2 separate regions of the Rattus norvegicus genome follow, and region 1 is linked to region 2. A link is a contact called in public Hi-C data. All regions are on one chromosome and are shown on one strand. The core of a region is the stretch at or near the end of the contact, and the rest is flanking DNA. Distances in the headings are between cores, read along the strand shown. Region 1 holds the start of Ing4 (inhibitor of growth family, member 4). Region 2 holds the start of P3h3 (prolyl 3-hydroxylase 3).

Evidence for each region. Hi-C and Micro-C count contacts between places; a contact is called where the count stands out from the background.
Region 1: a Hi-C map of mammary epithelial cells shows a contact between it and region 2, with 1.8 times the contacts expected there. The contact joins the promoter of Ing4 here to the promoter of P3h3 in region 2. A contact is called at or near these places in 3 of 12 Hi-C or Micro-C datasets (the A7r5 cell line, kidney and mammary epithelial cells).

Annotation. Positions count from the first base shown.
Region 1 is chr4:159,525,296-159,529,990 of GRCr8, reverse strand. Ing4 (inhibitor of growth family, member 4) reads right to left here and starts at 1,788. Exons shown (of 8, transcript NM_001079887.1): 1 at 1,748-1,788. The coding sequence starts at 1,784. It overlaps LOC102554095 (a long non-coding RNA gene), which reads left to right. Exons shown (of 5, transcript XR_010065933.1): 3 at 2,831-2,881. Zfp384 (zinc finger protein 384) reads right to left here. Exons shown (of 11, transcript NM_001034830.2): 11 at 3,981-4,695.
Region 2 is chr4:159,344,776-159,349,481 of GRCr8, reverse strand. P3h3 (prolyl 3-hydroxylase 3) reads left to right here and starts at 1,478. Exons shown (of 15, transcript NM_001106620.3): 1 at 1,478-2,001; 2 at 3,287-3,439; 3 at 4,088-4,286; 4 at 4,491-4,622. The coding sequence starts at 1,510. Gpr162 (G protein-coupled receptor 162) reads left to right here. Exons shown (of 5, transcript NM_001108646.1): 5 at 28-1,013. The coding sequence ends at 579. LOC120102385 (a long non-coding RNA gene) reads right to left here and starts at 2,734. Exons shown (of 4, transcript XR_005503865.2): 1 at 2,054-2,734; 2 at 12-1,178.

The DNA.
Region 1 (4,695 bases), core at 539-3,038, 180 kb before region 2:
TTGTCTTGTATACTGAAAGTGTCAAGTAAACAATTGAACAAATGCATTATTAGTTAAGCCTTTCCATAAGAGTGAAATCTCTTTACACAGCTTAACCTCATTTTTCCCCCCTCTGGAGGTGAAGACTGAACTTTAGTATCAGGGGATTCCCCATTAGGCAAGTGCTCTAATGTCGTCTCCTAAATAAATATAAAGACAGGGTCTCTATGTAGCTCTGGCTGGCCTAGACCTCACTACATATACCAGGCTGGTCTCAGAACTCACAGAGATCTTCCCAAGTGCTGGGATTAAAGGTATGTGCTTCCCAAACTTGTGTTTCTGTGACTCTAACTCAAATGTAAAAACTGTTAGTACTAAACAAGGCTTGGTGCTTATCAATAGCACTGGAGATGGAAGCAGGCCCTGGAGTTCAAGCCCATCATCAGCTATGTAGCAAATTCAAAGTCAACCTGGGCCTTATTAGATACTGTCTAAAAAGTCAAAACAAGAAGGTGCTTCTAGGGGTTGGGGATTTAGCTCAGTGAGAGAGCTTGCCTAGCAAGCGCAAGGCCCTGGGTTCGGTCCCCAGCTCCGAAAAAAAAGAAAAATTAAAAAAAAAAAAAAAAAAGAAGGTGCTTCTAGTAACAGACAGATTATCAAATGAAATGACTCCTCTTTGTGAAGAAGTTTGAGGCAGTTGGTACTACCTTCTCCTTCAAGTAATTCCTTCCTGCTAGCACTGCCAATACTAGACCAGAGGCCTTATTACAATGCCAACACTGACATCTAGTCCTTTAAATGCTGGTTTCTTGAGCTCACTGTCTTTTCTTTACTCTGTGTCTTTTCCGTGAATGATCTCACTGTCAGATTTTATGCCTATTTCTAAGGCAAAGACTAAATTATTACTCCTGAATCTGCTACACTATGATATAGTTTATTTTCTAAGCAGAATTCACCTTGGATTTTCCCTCTCAATCAATCTTGCCATGTTTATAATATCGAAAACTTTTGGTCATTCTCTAAGAATACACTTCTGACTTGGCTTGCTACCGTTAACTAATTCATTAAAATCAATACTCTATTTTAAGATGCGAATACCTTAGTTTGGCATAACAGTTTGTCTAATACATCCCCAGACTACTTCTCACTTTGAAGTCTCTTACACACACACACACACACACAGGGCAGGGGTGGGGGGAGGAAGAGAGAGGGAGAGAAAGAGGGATAGAGGAAGAGAGGTGGTGGTGGGGGAGGCCGGGAAAAGAAAGGGAGAGAAGGGGGAAGGGAGAGACAGAATCTTCGTTTTTGAGAACTGGATTTTGCTCATAAAGTAAAGCATTTCAGCGATCAACTCAGTGGTCGCTCTATTCCACCCAGCAAGCTTAATGAGAAGCCACTTTTGAGACATAAAGGAATTAGACCAAATATTTGCAGCTGCTCCAAATGGCAGTGAATAACGATCCTGCACAATTTAGGAAAATAATCTACCCTCAAGAACTGAGTGAGCAAATACTTTCCTTGCTACCCTTACCCCTTTAAAATCCAGCCCTGATCCCACGGGACAGCCCTTTCCTTGTCTATACCTTGAGCGAGGCCTCTATTCCCCCTGCCCCACCCCCTCCCTCTTCACCCTCGAATAAATCCTCCCTCAGAACCCTTTCCCAACTGTGATCTTCAGTTTACCAGAACCTCGGGGCCATATAGTCTGTCAACCCGGACCCTCTACACCACTCTATGACCCATGTCCCCTTCTCCAGTCGGCTCTTACTGTCCAGATAATGTTCCAAATACATCCCAGCAGCCATCTTGAAGCAAAACAAAGCAACTTCCGATCCTCCCCGGAAGTGACTGAAACGACAGGCGCTGTGACCATTCTTGGATTACAACCTTTCCGTACCTAAAAGAACTTCCGCCCTTACTAAACTACGGTCCCCGGATACATCCGCCCGGCATTGAACGTTTTTGCGCGCCTGTTCACGGTCGCCCACATCGAGGCTGCTTTAGCCTGGCTTCCGCCCTTAGTAAGACGTTAGTATGTTCCTGCGACAGGTATGACGTCACGCAAAGTCGCCATTTTGCATTCTCTAGCAAACTTTTTTTCCCTCCAAAAACAGGAATGTTTGGTAAATGGGGGAAATCTGTTCTGTGTAGTTATATTATGTAAATAACCGCTTTCAACAAATAGGGAATCGAGTGTTTTCGTTTATCTATTATAAATGTGATCATCGAAGTAACAGCTTAAGCAGAATAGAAGGTAGATGCTTTCTTCAGAAGTTGTCAGGCTTTGCAAATTTAACCCTTTGCATCTCTCACCACTCTTCTATAAGTTTGTGAAGCCTTCGCTGTCCTCAAATTTGTGAGACCCTCCTGCCTCTACCTCTGCCTCGCAAACGCTGGGATTAAAGGCGTGTGCTATGGGAAAACCGATGTTTATGTTTTACATTTGAACTAATGTATGGTATTAACATGATCTGAAAAGACTGGGTCATCGAGTAAATATCAGAAGACTGATATACATTAGCCTTCACTGTAGTCAAAAGTATCAGCTATTGTACAAAAGCAAGAGTCCGGCAGGTTGCTGCTATCTTACGGAAACAGAACTCAAACCCCGTAATAGTGGTGGTAGAGTCTTGCAAATAGTGTCACCTCGAATTGATACATCTTTCACAGAATTTACACCACATAGCACTTTTAAAATAAAGTTCTAGCTCCCTTAGCCCAAATATGTAAAGGGCACCATAAAAGCCCAAGTTTACTACTGAGCAGATGCTAAAGTTAGGCAGTGGGATGTGGACTCCATTTTAAAAGCATGCTGTTAGATAATTTACTCTGCCCACTCTTTTCTATACAGTGAGAATAGACAACATCGAGTGAAAGTGGAAATGGATATTCACCCACAAAGGTGCGGATTCCAATCCTGTGAGGAGAACGGGGTTGTAACTCTCCGTAGTTGGCCAGTACACCAGGCAGTAACCAACAATGGGGTATACTGAGGTACTGTCCTGGATGCCTCGTCCCAAATTAAATGGGACTTATTACCCACATCACTAAGTAATGACAGCTGGTCAGTTCTCAGATATGAGAACACTTGTCAACTTTTTCAGTACCGTATGAAGGATTTAATCTTCATGAAGCAGTCTTGGGAAATTAGCTGAATCCTTTCATGGTACAGTGTGAGAAGTCTTAGGTTTCTTGTTATGCTCTGTGCAGTACAACAATCTTCCATTTTAGGTGAACATGATAATCATTATTTATCACGGGAAGCTCACTACATTTGGCATTTTCTTCAGTCTTTTTTTTTCTTTTTCTTTTTTTTTTCCGGAGCTAGGGACCGAACTCAGGGCCTTGCGCTTGCTAGGCAAGCGCTCTACCACTGAGCTAAATCCCAAACCCCGTTTTCTTCAGTCTTAAACCCAGTAGCAGGTTATGGTTTCCATCACGGGAAACATCTGGTCTTAGGCACTTGAGTCTAGTGAGACATTATGTATACAAACACAGTGCCCAATAGAATTTGGATAAAATAGGTGAAGCACAGGTAGTGCAGGACCTTTCAAAAGGCCATACATGTCTGTGCCCCTACCCCACCTGCGCAAGACAAAAGTTCTCTGTGTAGACCAGGCTGTCTTAGAACTCGCTCTGTAGACCACGGTGGCCTCTCAGAGATCCAGCCTTCTGAGTAAAGTTGTGCACCATCATGGCCTGGCAGGGTTTTTTGGTTTTTTTTGTTTTTTGTTTTTGTTTTTGAGGGCAAAGGGTAAGGAATATAGCCATTTTGTTAAATGAATTCTTGTCTCACATAAGTAGGCGTGCAATCTCTATGGCAGAATCTGTACACAAATGTTCCTAAACTAAAAATGGCCTTGGAATAAAACATATGGTAGCTTACCACCCAAGCATCCATTCTCCACACGTTCCAGTTTAAATCCTTAGTGCTGTCCTGGAATAGCTCCCCAAATAGTCTTTTCCCATGCTAGCTTACATCAGCTGCTTACTGCCTCTCATCCTTAAACACAAATTTATTTCTGTACAATGTTCTAAAAACACCCCTTAGTTTGTACATAAGTTTTTCATTTTTAAATTGCTTTATAACAACTGTATAATTCCTGATTATTTTAATTTTCTTTTATCTGAAATTTCCCATGATTAAAAAAATTGAAAGGGAAAAGAAAATTAAAATGCCATGGCCAGAGGACAAGGTGGAGAAAAAAAAAATAAGACAAAAATAAAACATCAATATGAAAATTCTCAGAGATAATGCATTTATAAACACAGAAATGGTTACAACAAAGATGGCCGTGATGAGCAGGTATATATATATATTTATATATATATATTTATATATAAATCCATGTCCGGCATCTGACCGTGGCACCTAGGGAGGCTAAGTCCAGTCCTGTGTGTGCCCTGAATTCTCCCTTCTCTGCAAAGCCCAGATGGCATCGCAGAGAACACAGCTTACACAGCTCCCAGAGCTCCTTGGACTGGGGTAGTGAGACTGAGTATATAGGCCCTTGGTTGGCAGAGAAGGAAGGAGGTTGTAAGGAAAAATGGTAACTCACACTCTTAAGCCACCGTTGGTCACCTGGGGAATCTCTGGCACCTTGGTGACCATGTATCAGCTATTGCCCCCCTTACAAATAAAAAAGGTATAGTCACCACCCAATATGAAGTGAGACCATGTAAGGGGAAGAAAATGGCTCACAGGGATCAGGCCAC
Region 2 (4,706 bases), core at 229-2,728:
CCAGGTCTCACCTGCTCCTCTCCCCAGGTTCCTTTGTCCCGCCGGTTATCCCATGATGAGACCAACGTCTTTTCTACTCCTCGGGCACCAGGCTCCTTCCTGCACAAGTGGTCATCGTCTGATGATATCCGGATCCTCCCAGCCCAGAGCAGAGCCCTTGGAGGTCCTCCAGAATACCCGGGACAGAGACTCAGGATAGAGGATGAGGAGGACGAGGAAGAGGCTGAAGGTGGGGGCTTAGCCAGCCTTCGACAGTTTCTAGAAAGTGGGGTTCTGGGGTCAGGTGGGGGACCCCCACGAGGTCCTGGTTTTTTCCGGGAGGAGATCACCACCTTCATCGATGAGACACCTCTGCCTTCTCCAACTGCATCACCAGGACCCTCTCCTCGTAGGCCTAGGCCGCTGGGCTTTTCACCTCGACGACTCTCCCTTGGGTCTCCTGAGAGCCGAGCTGTTGGACTTCCTTTGGGGTTAAGTGCAGGAAGACGCTGTTCCCTTACAGGGAGTGAAGGGAGTTCAAGGGCTTGGGGAAGACCCTGGGGGCCAGGCAACCCCATCTTCCCCCAGTTGACCCTGTAAGGCCATGGGTGAGTGAGTTTGCCTCATTCTGGCCCTGAGTCTATGGCAGCTGCCTCCAGGGAGATGGGGGGCTACATCTGGGCTCTAGAGCCCCAGCTCTCTCCCATCCAAGTGACCAGATACCCAACTCACCCGTCTTCACCCTTAGCAAAATGTATTAAAAGGCTGAAGTGTTGCCGTGGAAACCTTGGTGTTCAGCGACTGCGGTGGCAAATGGGTCAGTGGCTTGGGCGAGGGAGAATGGCTCACAGAGGACAAAATGGAGAAAGGGCAGGAGGAAGAGATACAGAAAGAGACAGCCCAACATGCAGGCAGGAGAAATGGGCTTAGGAGAGACTGATCCTGAGGTGGAGCATGGGGCACTTGAGTGTGTTAGTTTGAAGTGGGAAGGATCCTTGTTCAAATTAGTAAAGGCGCTCAATCCTCATCTCCCCTAAATGCGTCCGGGTGCTCACTTTCTGGGTAGAAAAGTTTTGGTGCCAGAATTGGTGTCCCACACCCGGAGTCACCCTCTTCCACGGAGTGTTTCGAAGATCCTTCTTCATACGGTGGGTTGGCAGAAACGTGGGGAGATGAACGTGTGAGGGGCGTCCAGAATCCTTTTCCAGGACCCCAAGATGGACGGAAACGAAGTTACCTCCACGCCACAGGCTTCCCAGGACCCCTATTTCATCCTTCTTTCTCCATTTTCCTTTTTTACCCACACTAGACCTGTGTCCTTTGGAATTCTTGCTCCGTCTCTCCGTCTCACTTCGGTTTCCCCAGCGACAGGCCTAAACCCAGCAGGTTTCAGCATCACTCATTCCCTCTCTCTCCCTCTCCCTCCTCCTCTCCATCTCTCCTTCCTTCTCCTCCCCCTGCCCCCCCTTCCTCTCCCTCCCTCCGGTCTCCGCATTTCCCTTCGGCGGTGGGCCCGCGGCTCTGGGCACCATGCTCCGGCTCCTGCGGTTGTTGCTTTTGCTGCTGCTGCCTCCCCCGGGGTCCCCCGAGCCTTCCGAGCCTCCAGGTCTGGCCCAGTTGTCGCCCGGGGCGCCTCCTCAGGCCCCGGACTTGCTTTACGCGGACGGCCTGAGAGCCTACTCGGCCGGGGCTTGGGCGCCCGCAGTGGCTCTGCTGCGAGAGGCGCTGCGGAGCCGGGAAGTGCTGGGCCGCGCGCGCCAGGACTGCGGGGCGAGCTGCGCGGCCGAGCCGGGCGCCGCGCTCCCCGCCCAGATCCTGGGAGCCCCGCAGCCTGTCTCGGGGCCCGGGGCCTGGGAACCCCTGCTCCTGCGCGCCACGCTCCGCCGCGCCGAGTGCCTGACCCAGTGCGCGGCGGGGAGGCTGGGCCCGGGGGGCGCGGCGCGGTTCCGCGTGGTGAGCGCGCTGCGGGATGCCTTCCGCCGGCGGGAGCCCTACAACTACCTGCAGAGGGCCTACTACCAGGTGCGGGGGCCGGCCAGGGTGCTACCCCAACCAAGCCCAGTGACTGTCTTACTTGGAGCTGACCAGGAGAGGGCGGGATGCTCGCCGCCTGGACTCGGGGTTGGACTCGTGGAGGGCGTATAACGGACTCCTGAGTGGGTACCATCGAAACGGTGGCCAGGACTTGCGATGGCCGCAGAGGGAGGATCAGGAGAGAGCGGGGCAAGGAGGAGAGGAGTCAAAGTGGAATGAAGAGGAGTGGGAGTAGACCGAATATGAAGGAAGGGCTCCGCAGTGTTTTATTTGTTTTCTTTTAAGCGGGTCTAGGTGAATGAATGCAGCCTCTTAGATACGAAAAGCAGATGAGGAGCCCCAAACCAGCCACACATACATACATACATACATACATACATACATACATACATACATACATACATACACGCACTCACACGCACGAACCCACACGCACACTCACAAAGACAGAGACAGAGACAGAGAGACAGAGACAGAGAGAGACAGGGACAGAGACAGACAGAGAGAGACAGGGACAGAGACAGAGACAGACAGACAGAGACAGAGAAAGTGTGTGTGTTCGTTCAGGAGTGGGAGTTTGAGAAGAAGCTTTCTCTTGGTGCAGAGAAAGGCTGAAGGAGGGGGGCTAGTTTGGAGAAGGAAGTAGAGCAGCTGAGGTCGGAATCCGGGCACTGTGCAGTTTCCAGGATGGTGGCTGATGCCTACGTGGCTGGAGGAGGGAGGGGCGCTAGTGACACAACTGAACTCAGGGTCCTAGAGGCCTGCAGATTCTCGTCACTCAAGGTCTCCCCCTCCAACCCACCCCCACCTCATCTACTTGGGCCTCCCACTTCGTTGTCTTCAAAACAGAGATCCTAAGGTCCTCAGTCCATGGCCCAACCACTCTGAAGTGTACCAGAGTCCTGGGGATCCCAACATTCTGGCTTCCAAGGGATTTTTGGTGGTTCCCAGTTCTGATTGGCTAGGCTTCCATAACGCTCTGGGAGAAGCTGGTGAAGGAACAGAGGTCTAAAATACCAACCACCCACCCACCACCCACACACACACACACACACACACACACACACACACACATACATGTACACACACACACACTTATACCACCACCACTACCCCCAACACCCCATGCATACACACACGCACACACCACCACCCCATGCACACACGCACACACACACATGCACACACACACACCATCACCCCATGCGCACGCGCACACGCACACACATGTACCGCATATACACACACTCATATCTCATCCCTTTGGATTTAGTTGAAGAAGTTGGACCTGGCAGCTTCAGCAGCACACACCTTCTTTGTGGCGAACCCAACGCACTTGCAGATGCGGGAAGACATGGCTAAGTATAGGAGAATGTCTGCAATACGACCCCAGAGTTTCCAGGACCTGGTGACGCCCCTGTATTGGGTGAGATCCTCAGTCTTTGTGCAGTTTGAGCATCAGGAGATCTGCTCCTCAGTGGCCCTGGTGACGAGTCTTTCCCTAGCCCTGCGGCCACTGAAGTGTGCTGTTCTAACGTTCTCATTCTGAGGCCACCACACCCATTCTTCCTCTGGGTGTATGAAATAGGATAAGCTTCTGTAGTTTCTATGTAAGCCCAATTCTTTCCTTTCTTTTTTTTTTTTTAAAGAAAAGTGTACTTATTTATTATATATGAGCACACTGTATCTGTCATCAGACACACCAGAAGAGGGCATCAGATCCCATTACAGATGGTTGTGAGCCACCATGTGGTTGTGGGATTTGAACTCAGGACCTCTGGAAGAGAAGTCAGTGCTCTTAACCACTGAGCCACCTCTCCAGTCCTGTAAGCTCATGTCTTTCCCACCTCCATCTTTCTTTTTGAAACAGGGTCTCACTGTGTAGCCCTGGCTGGCCTGGAACTCACTATGTAGAGACCAGGTTAGCTACAAAGTCAATAAGATCCGATTGTCTCTGCCTCCTTTGTGCCAGGTTAAAAGCATATGTCACCATACCCTTTGACCTCCCAGTTTTACTTGATACCTCCCCTCCACCACTAATCTCAGGTGACTAAGTGCTCCAGTTTCCCCACAGGCAGCTTATGACACTGGCCTGGAGCTACTGAAGCAACAGGAAGCAGCTTTGGCTCTACCCAAACTAGAGGAGGCCCTCCAGGGGAGCCTGGCCCAGATGGAGAGCTGTCGTGCTGGCTGTGAGGGACCTGAGGAGCACCAAGGGGCTGAAGAAGAGGAGGAGAAAGGGACCCAGGGGGGCCTGTATGAAGCCATTGCAGGTGAGGGGTTTGGACCGTGTGCTATGTGATAGCACCGATGCTAATACCGGTGACGATGGTGATGGCGATGATGCCGATGGCGATGCCAGTGTGGGTGCCGGTGCCGGTGCCGGTGCCGATGCGATGAGATGCGATGTGATGAGATGCGATGCGTTTGCGGGAGTAAGCACGCCACAGCCTAAGGCTCGTTTGTATTCTCTGCAGGACACTGGATTCGGGTTCTGCAGTGCCGGCAGCACTGTGTAGCAGAGACAGCCACACGTCCTGGTCGCAGCTTCCCTGTCCGGGACTTCCTCCCAAGCCAGCTGAGACGGCTGCACGAGGCCTATGCTCAGGGTCAGCTTGGGAAGGACAGAGCCTGGGAGTGAAGATTCTGAGGCGCATGTATCTCTCCTATCCGTCTGACTCTGCATTGCTAGT